2 separate regions of the Callithrix jacchus genome follow, and region 1 is linked to region 2. The links are chromatin contacts, called in public Hi-C maps. All regions are on one chromosome and are shown on one strand. The core of a region is the stretch at or near the end of the contact, and the rest is flanking DNA. Distances in the headings are between cores, read along the strand shown.

What was found. Hi-C and Micro-C count contacts between places; a contact is called where the count stands out from the background.
Region 1: a contact with region 2 is called in a Hi-C map of induced pluripotent stem cells, with 2.1 times the contacts expected there. The contact joins two enhancer-like sites. A contact is called at or near these places in 2 of 3 Hi-C or Micro-C datasets (induced pluripotent stem cells and skeletal muscle).

Annotation. Positions count from the first base shown.
Region 1 is chr4:144,199,833-144,203,851 of calJac240_pri, reverse strand. No RefSeq gene overlaps it. Among named protein-coding and RNA genes, the nearest start is that of OLIG3, 79 kb to the left of the region's middle. Within about 2 kb of position 2,216, at least 3 of the 16 cell types and tissues checked have an H3K27ac peak or open chromatin away from gene starts, as enhancers often do.
Region 2 is chr4:144,045,633-144,050,223 of calJac240_pri, reverse strand. No RefSeq gene overlaps it. Among named protein-coding and RNA genes, the nearest start is that of IFNGR1, 49 kb to the right of the region's middle. Within about 2 kb of position 3,068, at least 3 of the 16 cell types and tissues checked have an H3K27ac peak or open chromatin away from gene starts, as enhancers often do.

The DNA.
Region 1 (4,019 bases), core at 967-3,466, 150 kb before region 2:
CATTATTAAACAGTGTGTCAGGGAGGGAAAAGCCGGAGCTCAGCCACTTACTAACTGTGTGGGTTTGGGGAAGATACTTGTTCCCTCTGCCTTTCAGTTTCTTAGTATATAAACATGGAACTAATACTCTCTGAAAGTATTACGAGAATTAATGAAATCGTCCCTGTGACAGGCAGGTGCTCAGCAAGGGACACTGGTGCTCGTCCCCTCTTGTCCAACATGTACTTGTAAACTTGCCTCTGTTCTTAAGAGCATCTTCATGCCAATATCGGAGGAAAGGATATTTTTTTTTAACCTAGAGATGCTGTTCCCTGTCCTGGCCTTCCACCCCGATTCAGGCTGATTCCCCTCAGGGTGCCTAGTGACTGAAGATCCACAAGATTTTTGCAGCTGGTAGAGGTAGCACATTAGAAATTCATTTTTTCCTGTCATAATAACAAAGTGCAGGGCAGCAGGCCGGGCATAGTTTCGTATGGGAAAACCCACAGAAGGAGACAGCTGAAGGGAGCTGTGCTTTTCTCCGCTATTTCTTGTCAGAGAGAGCCATCCTCAAAAGGACAAAAAAAAAAAAAAAGTCCTGTTGAATTTGGATGTCTCATTTCTAGGGACAAAATAGTTCTGCCGTCACAGCCTCTTAGCCTGCTTTTGCTAAATGGGAACGAGAACATCTCATCCAGGCTTTTGGGAGTGCACTCACTTTACAGGCTTTCCCTTCAACTGTATCACCCTCCTCCCAGAACATCAGCAACTCAGGTAACTAGAGAGGCTGCTTTCTTGATTTGCCTCTGGAAGAATTTCCCAAGAAATTAAAATCCTGGGTTTGTTTCTTAAGTCCTAAACATGGCGATTTAATTGGGGGAAATTTTAGAAAGATAAAGTAGGAGTTTTTGTTTTTTTCTGAACAAATGAATGGATGGATATAAGTTGGTGACGTATGGGCATGGGTGCGAGATATGTCTGCAGCTTGTCCAGATATCTCCAGGTATGTGAAATGCACTCAGCAAATTAGGTCTAGCTCTTCAAGAAGCAAGACAAAACCCAGCTGTGCACAAAACCAGCAACTGGCCTCTCAGCAGCCTCCTTGCCAGTAAGCAGCATTATGTATGTAAAGATACGTTAGGACCAGTATCTTAGCTAATGACTACACATTTAAACCCAAAGGCAACTTGAAGAAGAAAAGTATTCCAGGCCCCTTTGGGGAACATTTAAGAGAGCAGAGTTGCCTTCTCTACTGGGCCCCAAGGCAAGGTGCCCACGACACTTTTAAGGACCCACAACAATCTATTACATCTTATCTAAAAGAGAAAAAAGTGTTGACATATTTAAAATTATGTAATAATATGTTTTGATCGTTATGGTGGGATATGGTTTTGCCTACAAACGGGCCACCAAAGTAATAATATGGCCCTGAAGAGAAGCCAAATTTTAAAAATAGAAAGAATATACAAATGAGGGAAGAGAAAATCAGCAAACTTTAAATATTCAGTAGTCTATCATCAATAATGACTGCTATGGAATACAGTATAGATTTCCACAGATTGACAGATTATTGTTTTCATCACTCCAAATGTTGATATGAATCAAATCCAACCCTGCTTTTCTTGCTAATTTAGGATAAGCCCACACTAAATCACCGACCTGTTCAGGTGCTGCCTGCTCTCCCTCAAGCTGACATTTTTTACTTCCCTCCAACGTGGGGATGAACTAACGTTTCTGGGTCCGTTTCTGGCATTTATTGTCAACCAGCAGGGGTTGCTAGAGAACAATCCCGGCCCCACAGCCCTCAGAGAAAACCAAAATCTTGGTTGGTAATCTGGGCTTTCTCGGCACCAAAGTAGGCAAAAAGTTTGATTTGCTATAGAGGAATGGGCCACTTTGAGCTTAGAGATGAAGAAGCAAACATGCTGTAAGTGACGTTTCTTGTTGGGGAAGGTTCTGAGTCTTTGCGAACCTTGGATGTGAGATCTCCTGTCGGCTGATAGCCAGGGGAAGTCTGAATGAGGAGCGTGAGGAATTCGGCTGATCCTCACTCTCCTAAGCCAACCTGAAGCCCTGTCCTCGATGAATGCTGGCTCTCTCAGGCTGCTCTCACCGGGGCGAGGTTCGTGTTTCCCATGCGTTTGCTTTTGAGTTGGGCAAGATTGAAATCTGAAGTCCAGTCTGGCATAGAAAAGAACTCCCTGATATAACTCTAGTAACAACAAACAAACTGAAACGTCAGACAAATTGCGTGTTTTCTTGTTGAGGATTTAGTAAAATGCTGCCAGGGCCGCTGCCTGGTAACAGTGTTAGAAAGCCGCTCTCCCCCACCCCCCACAAGCATGGCCACTCTCAGCTAAAGGGCCAGTTTCAGGAACTGCCTTGAAGTGGCGTTTGCTGTCTTGCTGCTGCCTATTGTGTTGAAAAAGGTTTTTTTTTTTTTCTTTTTGGCCTGATTGTAAATGTTTTGAATGTAAAAGACACCCAAATTCATTAAATGTGTGAAATGATGGGAAAAAAAGTGTGAAATTGTAACAGTCGGTTTGTAGTTGATTAATAGAAATCTCTTCTAACAATCCCCAGAACCTTCCGGGGGTCATTGGAACAGAGCAGCTGTAGAGACAGCAGGAGCGATTTTGACACTGCCCAGTGAGGGCCGTGCAGTGTTCCCAACAAGTGGGCAGAGTCCCATGCACTCTGCTCTCTCCTGGCCTCTCCCAGGCGATTGGCTGCAAGGGCAAATGAACATGCAGATTAACCAGCAAGGTGCTGCTCTGCTCTTGGTCTTGAAGGGGTTTGTCTTTAAGAGACATTATGGTTTCGAATGAATGAATTGCTTGGAGTTAAAAGGGCCACTTTGGCCACTGGTACCTGCTTGCTCTGGGCCAGTCTGATTTCTTAGCTTGACCATCTGTGCCACAAGCAGAATCATTTGCATAATTTGGTGTGTGGCAGCAACTTTGGGGTGTCCTGGAAAGGGCTACTGAACACAAGACTTGGCAACTGGTTGGTGTCTCCAGTTCCCTGTTTCCACCCCTCCTCGGATATAGACAAGCTTTGACAAGGGAAAGTAAAAAATGGCCCTTCTTTGGGGGAGCACATTTTTCCATATTTTTCGGCCTCTGCTCACCCCAAACCTGTAGTGTCTTTTCTTTTTGAAACTGTGCTGCAGGCTACCGTCCTGAAGTTAAAGGATTTTTTGCCTTTGAAGAGGTACAAAGGAAACATCAAAGTAAATGTCCTCGCAGTGACATAAGGATAGAATAATGGTGACCTAGCAGCTAGAGACTTGGCCAAATGCTGAAAGTAATTCACGCCACTCACTAACAATGGGGGATGTGTGACAATGATATATACCAGGAGACAAGGACAACCACTTTGCAGGGCTTCGATGCCCCACAAACCCAATTGTAGGCCGATCAATACTGTCATAAGACAATTATCAAAGACCATCAGCACATCATATTTTCATACCATAAACAGCTCAAGGCGCCAGGGATGGCTTTCCTACAGAAAGCACATAGCATAAATTTGAAGGGTGTGAAATTGACATGATTAATAATTATAGTTATTAGCACATGTGCCAGCTGCTCATGTATGGTTTATCCCTTGATTTATGGTGCCATAAATGCCCATCTCTCCCTCTGATGCCGAATCAAGGGGCACACAACCATGGGCAGAATGAGTCTCTCATTGCCAGAAGTTTCATCACAAATAAAAGAAAAAAGTGGGCTGAAAATCACCCTGGATCAGGAGACACCTCGGTGAGAGGGGAGCTGCCTTTTGTTTGCATGGCTGCTTTATCCGCTGCTGAAACCTGTCTGCTCAGTGTTCTCAAAGCCTTTGAAGTTTGGACTGCAGCTAACAAGGGGCTATAGTTTTCTAGCCCCTCTCAGTCCCTGGAGCTGTTGCCAGGCTGCAAAGTCAGTATACATATTACAGAAGAAATCACTAGGGCCAACAATGGAAGAAGCAGAAACTAACCTTTGGGGTGCCAAAAGTTAAAGCTTTTGTTGTCAGATGAAATTTGAGAGAGGTTT
Region 2 (4,591 bases), core at 1,819-4,318:
CAATGAGACGAATGTTGTTCAACACACATCTATTCTGTAGCCCATGAATTAGGGAGTAATTTCAACTTCCAAATCTTATTACCTGAGAAATACATTTCATAGGCTATAGCTGCCATAAATAGTGACTCCTCTGATGGATCTGGGCAAAGTCCATTGAAAACCTAGAAAGGATTCACCATTTCTGATGCCATTAAGGACATTTATGGTTCATAGAAAAAGTCAAAATATCACATTAACAGGAGTTTGGAAGAAGTTGATGTCAACTGTCACAGATGATTTTGAGGAGTTCAAGACTTCAGTGGAAGAAGTAACTGGAGAGTGGTGCAAACGGCAAGAGAACTAGCATTAGACATAGCTTGTAGAAGTGACCACATTGCTGCAATCTCATGATAAAACTTGAATGAATGAGGAGTTGCTTCTTACAAATGGGCAAAGCATTTTCTTGAGATAGAATCTACTCTTGGTGAAGACACTGCAATTGTTGAAAGGTCAAGAAAGAATTTAGAATATTACATACACTTGCTTGATAAAGCAGCAGTAGGGTTTGAGAGGATTGACTCCAATTTTGAAAGAAGGTCTACTGTTGGTAAAAATGCTACCACACAGCATAGCATACTGCAGAGAAATCTTTTGTGAAAGGAAGAATCTATTGATATAGAAAACTTCATTGTGTTTTATCTTAAGAAACTGCCTCAGTCACCCCAAACTTCAGCAACCCTGATCAATTAGCAGCCTTCAACACTGAGGCAAGACCCTCCGTAGCAAAAGGGTTACAACTCAGTAAATGCTCAGATGCCGGGTAGCATTTTTTAGAAATAAAAAAGTATTTTTTAACGAAGGTATGTACACTGCTTTTTTGGACATAATACTTGCATACTTAATAGACTATAATATCATGTAAATATAACTTTTATATGCACCCAGAAACCAAAAAATTGTGTAACTCACCTTATCACTGTATTTGTTTTGTTGTGGTGACCTAGAACTGAACTGGTGATATTTCCAGGATATGCCTGTTTGTAAAATATTTTACTGGTCACCACTGGAGACAGCTATAGTAGAAACTAATTAATTTGAAAACTGACAACACAAAAGAGTAAGCGTTTATCTCAATTTTCCTGTATGAACCACATTTCAAGGTAACCCAATAGCCATAATGTACAAGGGAAAGAATTTTATAAATTTACAGAAGAATCCCAGATAATAAATCTAAAAAGAATGATATAATTAGAAAATAGCCATTCAGCAACTCCTAGTGAAATAATTGATTCTGACGACAAACCACAAGTTCTGAAACCATTAAATGGCAGTTTGATGGAGTCACGGAAATTTACAGCATGTTAAAGTAAAAGCCATGGTTTATTTTATAGTTCTAAAGGTGGGAAATGCAACTTGCTAATGAAGAGATCAGGCTGTCACCTGAACCCAGTGACCAATTTTAGACTCAATCAAAATAGGACATTAAGTGCTTCTTGATGTCACACAATATGAGTTCACTGAACTTACTTTTGCCAAAAATTGACCCTGAATTTCATTAAATAAATTAAGGTGATAAGTTAGCTTTTAGTACTAACTTCTAGTTTAGGCGCAAGATGGGGGAAGAAGAGCCAGCTAAACGACACTGTCATCATGAGGACATAATCAGACAAACCTAGAATGTGGAATAATCTATGGAACAATTATATCAGTTTTTTTCCGAAAGTCAATGGCACGGGAAAAGAAGATGGGAGAGGGGCTTGCTGCAGATGTAAGAAGACAAGGGGATGCGACAACTGAATGGAACATGTGAGTCTCATTTGGATCTTGACTTGGAAAAAATCATGTTAAAAAGATGCCTACTAAACAGTCAGTGAACTTTGAATACGAACTAGGAATTAGATATTAATGAATTATTGTATTGAATTTAGGTGTGATAGAGGTAACTGGTTATATTTCCCTCTTTTAGGGACACATTGAAATACTAGGTGGGAAATGCCATTTTGCCTGGGACTTGCTTTAAAATTCTTCAACGAAAAAGGGGGCAAACAGGTGATTCAAGTGGGCAAAATCTTGATTATTTTTAAAGCTGGGTGCCTGCTGCTATGCATTGGACATGACTTGTATGTCTCCCACCAAGTATTATTTTAAAATTTGATCCTCAGGTGATGCTGGGCTGTGGGATGTAGTGGGAAGAGTTTGGGTCATGGAGTAGAGCCCTTATGATTGGTTTGGTGCTGTTCCCAGGGTAGTGAGTAAGTTCTCGTGCTGTCCTGAGACTGAATTGGCTTTGAGGGGATGGATTAGTTAGTTCCCAAGGGAGAGGGTTGTTCTAAAGCCAGGAGGTTCCTCAGGTTTGATCCCTCTTTGCACCTGCCTGCCTGCCATGTGACCTTCTGCGCCATCTTTTGATGCAGCACAAAAGCCCTCACCAGAAGCAGAGCAGATGCCTGCACCAGGCTCCTTGCACCGCCTGCAGAACATGATCTCACTGAACCTCTTTCTTTACAAATCACCCAGCCACAGGTACGCCTTCATAGCAACACAAAACAGACTCAGACAGAAGGAATGTGGGGTTTTATCACACTTCTCTCCCCATTTATGTGTATTTGAAATAAATCGTTTTTAAAGAAAATGTAAACATTTGTGTGAGGTTAAAAAAAGAAGTGCTGCTCCTATGATGATGAATTTTGGTTTCATTTACCTGATGTGAAGAGATGAAAAAAAGAAAAGATGAAGACTCTCTTTGCTTCTCCTCTATATTTTTGGCAGTCTTTGGAGACTGCACTTACTAGGAAAGAAATTGCACTCAGTCAAATGCATTTCCTTCTCAAGCTCTAATATGTCACCTCTTGCATAGTTCCTTCCTTAAAGAAACAAACAGGATAACAAATAGCCTTTTGTGTGGTTTTTCAGACATTGGCTCTCCTTGTTCCCTGAGGTTTTCTTCTTTCTGAGTGCGCATCCTGGACAGCTGTGCTTTGAAGTCCCACACATGCCTCAGCCCTGATCCTCTCCTAGAAACTCCTCTGAGGGGGCATCTCTGGTCTCCCAGCCAGGGTGGCCAACTGTCTTCTCTGTCCCTCAGTTTCTTTGCATACTCTCCCCGTAGCACTTAACCTGTGATGTGAAATGCATTTGTGTCTCTTCCCAGGACCATAAGCTCCCTTAGGGAAGGGACTCCGCCTTTTAAACATTTCTTTCCAGCGTCTAACACCTTCTGGCAAATAGCAGACTCTCAGTATCTGCCAAATACCCGCATGCTCTGGTGCTATCTCCTGCAAGCCTTGGAACCCTAACAAGGTTTCCACTATGAAAAAAAATCTCTGTTCTCAATTTACTTTACTAAGTATTAAGCTTTAGATATTTCTGTCTAGCAAAAAGCCTGTACTTCTGAACCAGTAATTAATTCCTCCCCCAGTTTTGTTTATTAAAAGACAGTACTTGCCTCTCCGGGTTTCTAAAGCTCCCCACTCAGCCAAGGGTTTTTTCCCCTGACATGTGTCCAGGAAATTCCTAGTTAAGAATAGGCTTATGATCATCTGGCATAGGATCTAGAAAGTTTACAAGTCGGCCGGGCGCGGTAGCTCACGCCTGTAATCCCAGCACTTTGGGAGGCCGAGGCGGGTGGAGATCGAGACCATCCATGGTGAAACCCCATCTCTACTAAAAATACAAAAAATTAGCTGGGCATGGTGGCGCGTGCCTATAGTCCCAGCTACTCGGGTGGCTGAAGCAGGAGAATTGCCTGAACCCAGGAGGCGGAGGTTGTGCTGAGCCGAGATCGCACCATTACACTCCAGCCTGGGTAACAAGAGCGAAACTCCGTCTCAAAAAAAAAAAAAAGAAAATTTACAAGTCATAGGAGTTTTAATTTATGGGATTCTGGAAAGTGAACTAGTAGCATAATTTGTACGTATGCCTATTTTCTTGAAATATTAAAAAAAAATCTTTCTTGAGATATGCCACACACCATAAAATTTAATTATTTAACATACACGATTCAATGTTTTAAAATATATTAATATATTTGTGCAAACATCTCTATAATATAAATTTAGAATATTTTCATCACCACTCCTCCTCCAAAAACCCAGCAGCAGTCACTGCCCATTCTCTCTCCCCTCCTTGGCCCTAGGCACCCATGAATGTAGTTTCTGTCTTCATAGATTTGCCTACTCTAGACATTTCCTATAAATAAAATCATGCAATATGTAATCTTTTATGATTTTTTAATTTAGTATTTAAAAGGATCACCCATGATGTAGCCTATGTCACGACTTCATTCTTCCTTCTGTTGCCAAATCCTATTTCATTGTGTAGATATATCTCATTTTGTTGATTCATTTGTCAAATGATGAACATTTGGGTTGTTTCAAATATTTGACCATTTTGAATGATGCTGCCATGAAAATGGATGTATAAATTTTTGTGTGGACTTAAGTTTCCATCTCTCTTGGACATATATAGCTAAGAGTAGAATTGCTGGCTCCAATGGTACCACCATGTTTAATCTGATGAGAAGCTGTCAAACTGCTTTCCATGGTGGTTGCATTCTTTACGTACCCACCAACAATATATGAGGATTCCAATTTCTTCACATCCTCACCACTTG